2 separate regions of the Ovis aries genome follow, and region 2 is linked to region 1. A link is a contact called in public Hi-C data. All regions are on one chromosome and are shown on one strand. The core of a region is the stretch at or near the end of the contact, and the rest is flanking DNA. Distances in the headings are between cores, read along the strand shown.

Evidence for each region. Hi-C and Micro-C count contacts between places; a contact is called where the count stands out from the background.
Region 2: a contact with region 1 is called in a Hi-C map of hypothalamus, with 4 times the contacts expected there. The contact joins two enhancer-like sites. A contact is called at or near these places in 2 of 16 Hi-C or Micro-C datasets (hypothalamus and tail adipose tissue).

Annotation. Positions count from the first base shown.
Region 1 is chr12:32,706,852-32,713,997 of ARS-UI_Ramb_v3.0, forward strand. It overlaps AKT3 (AKT serine/threonine kinase 3), which reads left to right. Exons shown (of 16, transcript XR_009595810.1): 3 at 1-190. Among named protein-coding and RNA genes, the nearest start is that of AKT3, 83 kb to the left of the region's middle. Within about 2 kb of position 4,335, at least 11 of the 54 cell types and tissues checked have an H3K27ac peak or open chromatin away from gene starts, as enhancers often do. A contact at or near this core is called in hypothalamus, where this site is marked.
Region 2 is chr12:32,928,601-32,935,746 of ARS-UI_Ramb_v3.0, forward strand. The region is part of intron 14 of SDCCAG8 (SHH signaling and ciliogenesis regulator SDCCAG8); the gene reads right to left. Among named protein-coding and RNA genes, the nearest start is that of SDCCAG8, 220 kb to the right of the region's middle. Within about 2 kb of position 4,426, at least 13 of the 54 cell types and tissues checked have an H3K27ac peak or open chromatin away from gene starts, as enhancers often do. A contact at or near this core is called in hypothalamus, where this site is marked.

The DNA of each region.
Region 1 (7,146 bases), core at 3,085-5,584:
TGCTGACATCAGGTGCTGGTAAAGGGAAGATCATCAACTTTGAAATATGGAGCATTTGGGGAAGTTACAGCAGATCGAGATGGTACAACGTGATGGAAGAGGCAGGAATTTCTTGAAACTGATAGAAAAAATATCTGAATGTCGGAGAAAAAATGTGTATTGGAAAAGATTGCAGGAAAATATGCCAAAGGTACACTTAACCATTTCAGATATTTGCTTTCTGCCAATTTTGTGCCTGAGAAGAGGGATGGAAACTTTAACTTCCTTTTTCCCATCGTTGGTTCCAAGGATCTTTATTTAAGGCTGCTTTAGTTGGTACAGGGCTTCCCTGGTAATGTACTGGTAAAGAATCTGCAGTGTGGGAGACTTTAGTTCTATTCATGGGTTGGGAAGATCCCCTGGAGAAGGCATAGGCTACCCATGCCAGTAGTTTTGCCTGGAGAACCCCCATGGACAGAGGAGCCTGGTGGGCTACAGTCCATGGGGTCTCAAAGAGTCGGACAAGACTGAGCTACTAAGCACAGCACAGCACAGTATCTCAAGAGGGGCTGAAACACAAGAATAAAACTCTTGGGACTTCCCTGGTGACTCAGGTGGTAAAGAATCTGCCTGCAACGCGGAAGGCCCAGTTTCGATCCCTGGGTCTGATTAGGATTATTTAACAACGTTAAATATACCTTTGTGATGACACCCTTAAATTTAATAACAGCATTATTCTCTGGAACAAAGCAGTCAGGGTACCCAAAGGCTACCCCTGAAGTTAAAGTGTAAAAGACCAGTTAGAAACCTGCAAAGTGTTTTTATTATTTTAAAGTTTAAAATCTATTGAGTTTGAAAAAATAAAAGTTGAAAACACCAAATCTAATATTGTGTATAATTGGAATGAGGTTTTTTAGAAAATTACATTTGGCAAATAATTAATCCTTACTAAGGATTAATTATTTTATCTATTTTAGGGAAAAATTAACAAACCTATTATGTGAAATTCGTGTAATGAACATGGGCAGTACATAATTTCTGTAATATTTATAGCATCAACTACAAGAAAAGGCTGAATTAGTATTATCAATTGCAAAGAACATTCGTTTCAGAATCAAAGCTATTTGTAAAGCACAGCTCATGGTCACTATAATTAATTCAACATTACAGGGCTGTTTAAAATGCCATACCATATCACTTTACTAGATATACCTTTTAGGTGCTTATATGCTTCATTTTGGATAAATATCACCTTTTTTTGTACCTTCTGATATTGAGTAGATTTTTTTCTTAGTTGAAAATGTTCGTTCGTATGCTGACTTCTGGCTTTGTACCAAAAGTAAAGAAGCTCATAGTTATTAGATTAAAAAGAGGTCACCGGCAAGCAGTTACAAGACCCCAAAACAGTGTTAGCCCTTGCTCAGCAGCTGATTGTGATTAGTGAACCAGGCTTCTATAAGTAAGTTCTTTCCCTTTTTCCTGGAGCCAGTGGAGTTTTGGTTGGGTGGAATATCATTGTGGATAGCAGATTGGCTTGGCAGTTGAAGATCCCCTTGGCTGAAGTTTCTAGAGGCTAGGCGACCTCCTTGACACCTAGGAGCTTAGCCCATACTGCCCGTCTCAGTCCTGCTTTTCTGTCTCCCATATCCTTTTCTTCCCAGCCCCGTTCCCTGTGGGCTGGATCCTGTTTCAGTTGTTCCGTGTGTATCTCAAGCCTGTTCCTGTAGACAAAAGTTCATTCTGCAGTGAATGTTCCTGCTTTCTCCGTTTGGCATTTCTGAGTTGGAGCCCTGATATACCTCTCAGATTAGGGCACCACTCACCCTTTGACAGTGAGGCGCATAGCAGAATATCCCGTCTTTGTCTTCATTAGGCTAAGGCGGAAAACAGCAAAACAAAAACAAGGACTGTATCATTTTAAAAGATGAATACAGCACTGTCCTCTCCAAAAGCAATTAAGAATGTATTATATATGTAAAATTTAGAGAAGGCAATGGCAACCCACTCCAGTACTCTTGCCTGGAAAATCCCATGGACGGAGGAGCCTGGTAGGCTACAGTCCATGGGGTAGCGAGGAGTCGGACATGACTGAGCGACTTCACTTTCACTTTTCACTTTCATGCATTGGAGAAGGAAATGGCAACCCACTCTAGTGTTCTTGCCTGGAGAATCCCAGGGACGGAGGAGCCCTTGGGCTGCTGTCTATGGGGTCGCACAGAGTTGGACACGACTGAAGCGACTTAGCAGCAGCAGCAGGTATATTTCTTAGACTATTAATCATTTAAGCTTTCTTTATACTTAAATCCAAACATTTGGTAGACAAGTCAGACTTATCACTGCCTTAGATGCACTTTAAAAATTCTGTAACATGAGTGGTCTTTGTACTTGCCTTGTGGAAAGTATCTTCACATTATAGAAGTTGCATAGATACTTAAAATGTGTTGTTCTTTGTGATTCTGTAGTAATAATTTTCTAGAATTTCTTTTTTTCCTTTAGTAGGCTATCTTTGAGAAGCATTTAAAAAAATATGTCTCGCTTGATGTAATTTAGAGTTATGACATGTAATTTTCACAGGTAAATTGGGTCAGAGAATTCCAAATTAATAATTTTTTCCCCCAAAATATTAACTCATTTCCTATGTGTGTTTATAACCTAATATTGTGAGTACCTAATTTATAACCAGCAACTAAGACAAAAGGAAGTTTTCTTTAAAAAAAAAATTATCTAAAAATATGATTTTATTATTTCCTAGTAGTAAATTGACTGTTAAGGCTGTCTAGCCTTAATTAATAATATGTATTAAGAACCTAGTGTGTGCATGAAAAATACAATATATTTAGAAATAACCTCAATTGGAGGATAAGGGCATTAAGCTCGCTATTCTTGTAAAATACTGTGTGTATCTGTGTGATCAGGAGAGAGGGTAAGAAAGGGAGGGGTGGAAGAAAGGAGAGTGGCAGGATAGGGGTGCATATAGTAGTTGCAAGTAACTTGTGTGAAATAAGGAAGACTTAGGACACATCTAAAGATGACATAAAATATATGTTAGTATCAGTAGCGTGTAAAGTTTGGATTATTAGAGATAATGAAATTATGATTGGAAGTTATTGGGATAAATTTAAATGAAAGAGGTTTAAAGTAGTATTTTGAAGAAGTGGGGCAGATCAGCAGAGTGTAAATTTGGGCTGAGTTCGTAGGCAGATTAATTTCCGTTTAGTAACTGAACCGCTTTATTCATAGAAATACTTCTTTGCCTCTTTCTATTGAAATAAATGGAAGTCCATATTGCATTTAGACAATCTGAGGAGTGTAGGCAGGGAGAGTTATGAAGGAGGTTGGAAAAGCTAGAAAGATTGCTGTGCCATAGAAGCTAAGCAATAGCAGTTATCCACATGTATGGATTTATGAATGAGGCCTGAAAAGAGGTCATTAATGACAGTTTCAATAATGACCTTGTAGAGACCAGTTTCAGTAGAATAGTGATGATAAATTACAGAGAGTTGAAGGTGGATATGGAAGAAATGGAGAAAGTCATTATACATTGTTACTTTTGAGTTATTTTTGATATAAGTAAAGAAAACATTGTAGCAGGTCAAGAAAGATGATGCTTGAATGGGGTGAGCATGTTCATAGGTTAGGGAAAGAGTCAGAATACAGAGGGAAATTCTGACGATTCAAGGGAGATATAATCATTGATATAAGATTTTTATAGGTAACAGAAGAACAGAGGATAGCCCTTGAAAAGGAGAATATATACATCCTCCTTTGAAATACAGCATTCCAAATAAAGAGACTCTTTCAAATGGAAAGTTGAGACCCTATGGACTGCAGCCCACCAGGCTCCTCTGTCCATGGGGTTTCTCCAAAAGGGCTACTTGAGTGGTTTGCCATGCCCTCCTCCAAGGCATCTTCCCAGACTAGGGATCGAACCCAGGTATTCCGCATTGCAGGCAGATCTTTACCAACTGAGCCACCAGGGAAGCCCTGAGATTATTTGCATTCAGCAGTTTCCATATTTTCTAGGAAGTAAGGTCATTACAGGATGAGAGAGTTGGCATTTAGAGGAGACAGTTTTGAATAGGGTAAAGAAGATGTCTGCTTTTTTGTAAATAATCATTATCTATTTGACTTGATAGATGGTCCAGTCAGAAAGAGATGAGTTAATTTCCCAGGGTTACATGAATTATAGTGTAGTTTTTTTTGTTTTTGGCTTAGTTTCATGATTTAATATATCATTGCTCAGAACAGTTACATGGAAAATAGATTGAATAGCACACTGAGAGTGATATAATGTGTGCAGTGAAAGAAAAACTAGATGAGAAAAATAGAGACTGACCAAGGATTCTATAGAGAAGGAGACACGTGAATAAGGATAGAAGGGAACTTGCAGACAGAAAACTGGAGATTGCAGGACTGGAAATGGTAAGTAAAAGGAAGGAGGAAGTTCAGTGGGAGTAGGAAAATTGAAATATTCGCTTAAAATACTAACGACAGAGTAGTTCATTCCTTCAGCAGTATTTGAGTGCAGCGCCCCCCCCCCCCCCCCGCCCCATTTTGCTGGGCACTGTTCTTTGCTGTTTCTTAGAAAATGAAGTACCAAATGGGTACTGTTCAACAGAGTTGCCACTAGATGTCACTGTGATTCACATGGCAAATTTAAACTACTCTCCTCAAGATACAGAGCTTTGAAAGTCAGATGTGCCTAAATAAATAGGCAGTCTTTACAGAGTTTACACAGATTAATTAGTTCTAATCCAGGTATCTTAGTTGTACAGCTACGTCCAGAGAAAACCTCTTTTAGGACAAAAGCAAACCGTGAAAATTCCATGTGATTAATACTGTCTTTGCATTATTGATTCATTTTTACTATGTTGCTGCTGCTGCTGCTAAGTCACTTCAGTCGTGTCCGACTCTGTGTGACCCGATAGACGGCAGCCCACCAGGCTCCCCTGTCCCTGGGATTCTCCAGGCAAGAACACTGGAGTGGGTTGCTATACCCTCTGCCAGGGGATCTCTCCAGCCCAGGGATCAAACCCAGGTTTCCCTCATTGCAGGCTGATTCTTTACTGTCTGAGCCACCAGGGAAGCCCAAGAACACTGGAGTGGGTAGCTTAGCCCTTCTCCAGGGGATTTTCCCGACCCAGGAATGAAACTGGGATTTCTGGCATTGCAGGCAGGTTCTTTACTGTCTGAGCCACCAGGAAGTATTTCTCTAGTGAGCTTTAAATTTTTCTGAAATCCTATATTGGATTTTTGCAGGCATTTTCTTTTCTTAATACTATATTAGTTGTTTGCCAGGTTGGTTGTGGTTTTATAGGGACTAATGAGTTTTCAAGAGGACTAACAAAGCTGCTTGTTACTAAGTGCTCAAGATTGTGCATGTCTATACCATACTGTGACTTGAAGTTTTGCTTGTGTGGCCTTTCTGTTCTCAACTCTAAGGAATGGTTAGTATCTATTCAGCTTAAAAAAAAAAAAAATCTCATTCTTGTTCCCTATCCCAGATAGGATCACCAAGTAGTTCTGCTTCTTTATCTTCTTGTTCAAAGAAAGGAGTCATGTTCAGGAAGCTTATCAGACTTCTGCCTTCCCACAGGGCTTTTCAACTTGGTTCTTTCAAAACCTCTGAACAATTTTGAGCAACTTTGCAATATAATTATTTAACAAGCATGCGGGAAAACAGACAAACTGACAAACCATGTTGACTTTCTCAGAAACATGTAAACAATACCCAGGCACACTATATATGTTTCAGGATCTGTTTATAATCTTATGTTTTCATTTATGTTAGTTTTTCTTCATTAGACTGAGGAGCCTGAGGAGTGTTTAATATAAACAATTTGAAAACCATTATAGTAGAAAAAGTGTAGTCATGCTTTCTGCATGTGATAATGCCTAACAATATAACACAATGCTTTTTATATAACTTTTTATTGCTGACCCTTAAGTTAGCTTGTGATCTGTTATGATCTTAAATGATTTTTAGCCATGTTTGCAAAAATCTATACACTATTTTAAATTTATCTCTTGAATTTCATTGTGTTTATGGACAAAGTCAGTTTATATTTTAAGGTGATTTTCTGTGGTACTTCCCCTTGTAATATTAATACTTTCCTTTGGAAAGGCACCTGTTTGCTAGCATCATCATAATCTATAAACAAGTAGTAATCAGGAGAGCCCTTTGCATCAAGATGCTAGGAACAGAACCTCTGGCATAGAGTTGGTAAGCTGCAAAGAAGGAAACAAGCACATTATTTGGAATAACTGGAAATAGGCTGAAGATGCAAATGCAGTTTGCTTTGAGAATTTTACAAAAGATTTTTCCTTGATTGGAAAAACACTTATTTTTTTCATGGATTCTTAAGACCAGATGTTTTTAGGTAATATTTTGGTCTATTAATTGAAGATATCTTCCTTTTCTTGAAAAAAAATTATTTTGCTTTTTAGACAGGTAAACATGAACATTGCACTTACTGAGGTGTACTAGGTAGGATGGTAAACAGGAAAGGAGGTCTGTAAAAACTTCCCAGCAGTTGCATCATAATTTCACTTTCTCAAAATTGTATGGAACTAGTCATGGTTATAACCTCTGTAATAAAAAAAGCATTCAACTGTGATGCAGCAATGTTCCATTAATGAAATTCTGGGAATTTTCCAGTAGTCACTTTTTAATTCTTAAATTCACTTTCATAATAATTGTCAAAATGAAACTTTTTTCTGACATTTCATTTCTTTGAAGCTTTACAGTGAAAATGCTATATATTCCTTTTTAGGAATATACTCCTCTGTTGTACTGGGAATAATAAGTTTATTTAGATAATGGCCATCTACACTCTCTAGCTCTAATCCCTAAAGGCCTTAACCTCCATTAGAAACAAATGTAGATTTTTGTTTGCTTAAAATAGCTTCTTGGGCATGTAAAAACTCTTTTGACATCATTATTTAGGGGCTCCCATCCTCCCAGTGGAATCACAGCCTAATACAAAAACTTTGCAGCTGGTGAGCTCCCAAAGCCCCTTTTGATGATTGTTTGTAAGCTCAGCATGGCAGCTTGCAGTTGTGCCTTTCCTGTCCTGGTACCCCGCCTCATCCCACCCCTATGCTCATGGTCTTCTAGACAGTAAGAATTCTCCAGTGGTAAAATATAGGGCTGAAAATTTCTGGTGC
Region 2 (7,146 bases), core at 3,176-5,675, 220 kb after region 1:
TACTCCTAAGTTTTGCTGCCAGTCATACAAACTTAGGGAAATCGTGTGATCACTTTGGATCTCAATTTCCTCGCATATGCAATGACAGCATAAGCTAGAAATAGATCAGCAAACTTCACACCACAGGCCAAGTCCAGCCTGGTCCACTGTTTTTGTACAACCCGTACGTTAAGAATATTTTTAATATATATTTTTTAAATGACTGAAAAAATAAAAAGAAAAACAATGTTTTGTGACATGAACATCCAATGAAATTCAACTTCCAGTTCCCCTAAATAAACTTTCGCTGAACCACAGCCACGCTCCACTCGCGTACTGTCTACAGCTGCTTCTGCACAGGAGCAGCAGAGCTGGGGACTTGCGACAGAAGCCATATGGCCATAGAGCCTAAAATATTTATCACTTGACCCTCTAGAAAAAAAGTTTGCCAGCCCCTGGGCTAGAAGATGACTAAGTTCTCTTTGAACTCCCAAACTTCTATGATCCTATGACTTTACAGAATTTTACTGTGTTCCTGTCTTCAAATACTGCCAGCTATGTAGTTGGAACAGTACACCTAGGTTGCCCAAGTCAAAGTTTTGAAAACCCAATTACCCTAATTACTGCTCTAGGTAATTAATTTGGTGAATAAACCATATTAATTTAAAGTTGTACACTTTGTTCCAGTGCTTAAAAATTGCTGCCACATTTTATGAAATTCTCTTTCATTACTGTGGCCGTACAGAATCAGTGAGAATAAGCCGTGTGCTCAGCAAGCTGGAACACACTCTAGCCAGTTATCCTCACTTAGAAAATTCAGGCAGTTTCTATGGCTGGTTTGCTGTTTAAATATCCTTTGCTCAAATCTACCCTTTTCAATAACGGTTTCAATGGAGAAATTCATTCTAATGGTCATGCAATTCTGGAGAGAGTTTACATTTCTGATAAAGACAATTTACATTCCTGTGAGGACCCCCACTTATTGGTTTTGTTGGTGGCTCTGTGGTAAAGAACCTGCCTGCCAGGGCAGGAGACACGAGTTGGATCCCTAGGTTGAGAAGTTCCCCTAGAATAGGAAATGGCAACGCACTCCATGGGGTGGAGAATCCCATGGACAGAGGAACCTAGCGGAATACTGTCCATGGAGCCTCGAAAGAGTCAGGCATGACTTAGCAACTGAACAACAACAGGCACTTTAATTTTTCATTCTCTCTAATTTCCAGTGAGCCTTCGGTGCCTGTGGAGTAAAGCAGGTGGTGGCTTAGGAGAGCAGTGAGGAAAAGACCCCTGCTCTTCTCTTCAAAAGGGTCAGGTCGTGTTAGACTTGAGAGGCGCCTTAGAGGCCATTCAGTCCTGCCCATTACGGTGAATCTGGGGCCCAGAGAGTACAGGTGACTTATCCAAGGTCACACGGACTGTCCAGAGCCAATCTGGGACTGAAACCCATATCTCTTGACTCCAGATCTAGTGCTCGGCAGCATTTCAAAACCCATTTCAGCATTTTCTGAAAGGCCCGACTTCTATTCCATACTGAAAAATAAGGATTTTAGGCAAGGACCTTAGGAAGGTGACACACTGGACAATGTACTGAGAAACGGCTGCCACAACCATTTTTTAACACCGGGGTGGGAAAAGAAGGCATTCTCTAGCTTAGTGCTTCCTTAACTAGCTCAGTGAAGAGAACTGAGAACATTGGGGTTTGCAGTTGTTTTTTCACTTCCCCTCGATTGCAGACTGATAGTTCTGTGAAAGACAAATAAAACGCCGGTGTACTACCTAATCGTGATTACAGTTTCTAAACACTCTCAACCTCTGTTCTTTAATCCTTGGTCTGGGACCCACACTGACCTAGTCCACAGCCTGGCACTGGCATGAAGGGGGCAGGAACCAGAGGCTGAAGGCCCCAAAACCAGCCTGGAAAACTCCTTGGAGGCCGCTCTGGTGCCACAGGACCCTGGGCAAGCCGGAGAAGAGCACTCGAAGGGCCCTGGCATTGCCCTGGAGCCCCTGACAGTGTTGCCAGCTCTCTACTGCACCAACTGCTGAGAACACAGTTGCCTCTGCAAAGGAGGCAGAGTTTCCCCTCAGGTCAGCTAGGAATATCTGCTGGGTGGCTACCCTGCAGTCTTAAAGTGCATGTGCTATCTGACCAGCTAAGCTTGTAATTCCCTTGGAGGACTGAGCCTCATAAGGAATCCACATCAGAGAAACAGCGGGCATAGGAGCTGACATGGCAAGAATCTCAGACTCTGATGAACCAACACCGTTTGCCTTAAGTCTCAGATATCCTTAATCAGTTCTTTATAAAGCAAGAGCAGGGTCATGGTAAGCATCACCCCACTGTGCAAAGAAAAACAGGACAGGGGATTGAAAACTGTTGAAAATCACAATCTTTGCAGAGTAGAATCCAGGCGGGCCACTTAAAAGTAACAGCAGAAAAGCCCACACCACCTGTCCTGCCACACCTGGCCTAAACCCAAGCCTGAGCACTCTCTTCAAAAACTAGTTATTTAGAAATCATTCCATACTTATGAAAACTTGCACTTTATGGCATTTTCAGGAAGAGTCTGTTCTGAGGGGATCCTCCTGGGGCCGAGTGGTCCTGGAGTGTTAGATTCCACACTGCAGTGAGGATCCTTCTGATCCCTTCCGCTGGAGAGCCCCACCCTTGAGGTAGTCAGACTGGTCACAGAGGTATGATGAAATGAGAGTGAGCCCCTGGCGGGTAAGTAACCGGATTCAGTCACCACTTAGTGGCACACGTTTAATTAGGTTTTAATGCAAGTAATTCGATAACTACTCCTGGCCATCCACTACAGAACTGTCAATGCTAAGAGCTTTTTTATTTAGCATCTCTCCCATCTATACTGAGGCAGCCTCCCCGCTGACCCTTGTCAAAGAACCCCATCTGCTGGTTGCCACGGTAACTGAAGGCGACCAATTGAGCTGAACAGAGTGACTCAGAAATAAAATGTGCGGCCAAAGGAATTCTGCTAAGAGTAATAAATCATTTAGTAAAAGGGGATCCTCCATACAGTGAAGAGTGTTGGGATAATATGATGGCATAACTCTTCCAGCTAGAAGGTCCATGGCAGATCAGAGTGATTAGGCTTGCCGGAGGGTTCATGTGGTTGCTAGTGGGCTCAAACAGCACAGAAGTCAGATCCTGCCCATTTATGCACCATCGTGGGAGAGAAGGAACCAACTACATCAACTGTTTCGTGTTCAGGCTGCAAAATTCTGAATTTTAAGAAGTGGCAAGAGAACCAGTCCAGGCTTCTAACACTCCATACTCTTTTTTTTTTTTTTTTAAGTAGCACAAGTAAACAAAATGCCCCATGTAGCTCGTGTGGCCTTGAGGAAGATGGCAGAGAGAACAGACACTGAGATTGCTTTGGAATAAAAATGTCTAGCACCATCTCTTTGTCATCAATCAACTTTTAGGTGCTCCAAGCAGAAGTCATCTGTGTGAACAAAACATGCAGTCTTTGAAATAGCAAGGGAGATGGGATTCAACTCAGAGGGTTGAGGGTATCACCACAGGATGGTCTCAGAGAGGGTGGGGGCCCTGAATAAGATGGGCGGAAGAAAAGGGAAAGGAGAGGCCTTGGGGTGGGGGTGGGGGGGAGAAGTACTCTGCGTGACAAAAGGCAGCACACTGCAGGCCCCTTGCAGTGGGCACAGAGTTGTACCTGAGTCCCACGAGGAATCTCTACACCCCACAGTACCCAGATTTTAAGAGAAAACCCCAGACATGCTAAATCGTCCATCCAGCATTTAATCTTTAGATGGCAGTTCCTTAGTGGTTGCGGTGGGGGAAGCAAGGTTAAGGGCAGTAGACATCACTGCCCTGACAGCCAGTGACCAGAGGGGATGAAGGGCTCCAGGACACAGAGACAGCAGGGCTGTGTGCTGGGGGGTGCAGGTGGGGGTGGTCCTGCAGCCTTACTCTGCTGCTCTGCTCAGGCTGTATCCCACCCCTAAGTGGGCAGGATACTGACATCTTTCCAAACCCTAACCCCCAGAGTGATGGGAGGACTCTGTATCCCAAGTCGTGAACCCCAGAGATAATTTCCTCCTTTAGAAAAGAGCAACTGCCAAAGAGAAGGTAGGTCCCCCTACCCCCCCTCCCATCCTAGATGCCACCAATAAAAGGCTTCATCTTAGAGAGTTTTAGTGAGATTCTGTAGATGGCTTCAGGAGCGGCTGTGCATGCCCAGGACGAGTCTTTTCCCGTGCCTCGCCCGTCCCAAGAGCCCAGGCAAAGCCTTCCGGGGCCACGGCGCTTCAGGGAGCCGTCTGCTCGGGTCCCACCCAGTGCCGGGCAATGATATCTCTGCGGGTTGAAGGGTCGGCCGGGCTCCACGAGTGCCTCTGGCGCCCCACACCTGCGCTCAGGCGCCCGCAGAGGGCAGGGCGGCCTGCCGCTCTGGCTCCCGCCGCCGCCGCCGCCGCAGTGGGCCCCGCGCAGCCTAGCGGCTCGCCCTCCCTGCGGCTCGGCCGGGTCCGGCGGTGGGGCGCCGCGTGCTCGGGCGGGCCGGCCGCGGGCGGGGCGGGGCGGGGCGGGGGAGACCCACTGGCCGGCATCTGGCTCCGGAGGCTCCGCGGGGGCTCGCAAGGCCTCTGGACTTTGGCAGAAGGAGAGGATTAAGCTGAGATGGCAGTTGAAGGAGGGAAACGGATGAAAGCTTCATTAACTCCAAGCTCACGTCCCAATTTATTTCCCTTGAGAAGCAATGTGGAAAAAGTTTCCTTGTGATGGGAAAGTGCTGAGTGATTGTTTGCTTTTCTTACATTCAATTCCTTATTTGTAAACAATAACAAAAATTAATCAGTTTGCTGATCATGGGGGACTCAAATTTTAATTGAACAAACAAAAAAAACACTTGCTAATAGAGACGCTGAAGAAATATTACAACCCATTTTAATATCTATGTTAGTGATTAAGCTTCTCACGTGACTTAACTGAAACTGGCAAATATCTTAAAGAAATGGAAATTTAAAAGGTGCTGGGTATGATATGTCTTTAATTTTCCCCTGTTCTCATCCAATAACTAAACTGACTTTTATGATCAACCCTAAAATGTCCTGCTTGATGACACAGTTGTTCATGCCTGAATTCCCTCTCCCTTCTTGCAAAGTTACCACTAGTTTCACTTCTAAAACCCTACTTCCAATTCTTTGTCTCTGCTCACTCTCCCGAATTCTCCTCCATATTTCAGTTCCCAGACACTCTTGAACTTTGCACACGCTGCCAGTTTGAGCCTGCACAGAATAATCAGTATATTAATTCCACTCAGAGACAGTGAGATTTTTCTAACACAATCTGCCCAACCTGAACTCTTTCCTTCAGAAACACTTTGCCTTTAAAAAGAAACTCCCAGCATGAACCTCATAAGAAGCGACATGTAACAGACAGTGCATGTGGCGCTGGGCGTGCAGCTCAGAATTAAAAGAGAATTTTTTACTTTGTTTCTTTGGTGCCATGTGCATAATGTACATGTGGACGAAACTGACATCAGACATTTAAAAGCAAAAAAGAGTGGGGGGAGGGGGATGTGATGGTGGAGGGAAAGAAAGAAAATATGTTGATAAAAACAGTAACTTCTGTTAATCTACATTTTCCAGTTACTGTCTTAATTAAGAATGTTAGGAAATATGTTGCAGTTTAATTGCATTGTTTCAAGAAATTCTAATGCTGACAAATTTGGGACCAGGGTACACTTGGATGGTAAAAGGAACTGAAGTGGCAGTTTCTTCCAATTGGTAGATAATCAAAATTATGCTTTCCACAGACAACCCCCATGCCCTTGATCCTAAATTCAGATGACAGAGTAAGAATAGCCTAATACTGTGTTCAGTATGAAATGAGTTATGAAAAAAAAAAGAATGTTTTTAATCTATGTATATGAGATAGGAATAATTTTTTAGTATAAATGAAAAAAATTCACACAAAAAATGAAATAGCACTTCATCTGAAATTTCTGGGTAACATTATTATCCCTATGCAAAACAGCTATTTAGGAAAAAGTTGGTAACTATCTTCAAATTATTCCCTGATGACCTCGAGACATTAAAAATCAAATGCCTCAGCCACAAGTACGTAAACATAATGACAGTTTGAAAACATTCAGATGTCAGATCGCTGCGTCCTCTTCTTCTACTGCAGCCCAGTCACACAAGCTCTAGGCTTCATTGCTTTTGGAGTGGGGGGAAGACTACATCATCACAAAGCAAAATAAGTTAGAATGTGTCTTCCTTGCTCAGTGTTCCCGTGATAGAAGTCGTAGAAGGAAGGTAGCCTCCCATTTCCTACAGTATACCACGGCCAACTCATTTTTAACCTGGATGTTAATGTTTCTTGCTTGACCCCACTTTCTGGGACCTGTGCAGTTGAGCTCACTGCCCCTGAGAAGGGGAGCGGGGTCTCAAAGCCTAAGGGAAGGCATTGCTGTTCAGTGCCCTCTGGTTCCCAGGGTGCAGCACCAACCAGCACCAACCAGACCAGCAACCTCCACTGACCCAGCTACTTCATTCAAACCGGTCTGATGATTTGGTCAGACAAACTGACCAGTTCTTTGACTGGATCGACTATTCATTTCACCTTCCATTAACCATGACACACCTAGAGCCTCAGGGTTCAGAGCCCCCTTGGAGGAGGCGGGCCTAACTTTTCTAGCAGCTAAAGATACTGCACCCTATGTGCAATGGCCCTGGAATGAGAATCAAATAAGATCTGTTTGCCCTAAAACGTAGCTGAAATGTCCAAAGAGCTTGGGGAAGAGAACCAACTGGAAAGCTCTGCTCTCACTGGGAGGTCTCATGGCTCCTTGTGCCTCAGGCTCTCAGAACAAGAATGGTCAGAGCACTTGTCCACGGCTGAAATCCTGCCAACAGGCTGCCATTCCGAGTGTCTCAATTCTTAAACTTTCCTTTACTCTTTGTATGACAGAATAGAACCCTAAGGTCCCAAAGTGCAGGGTAAATGGCATGTGTGACCTCAAATTTCATTGAGTCTTCAATGCTATGGAATTAATATAATTTTTTTTTTCTTGTCTCACAGGAAGGCCAAAATAGTGAAGGACGCATCTCTGGTGTGTTCAACACCTGCAGCTGCCTGACCAAGAAATGAAACATTTTCCATCTTTGGGGGTTTCTGGAAATTCT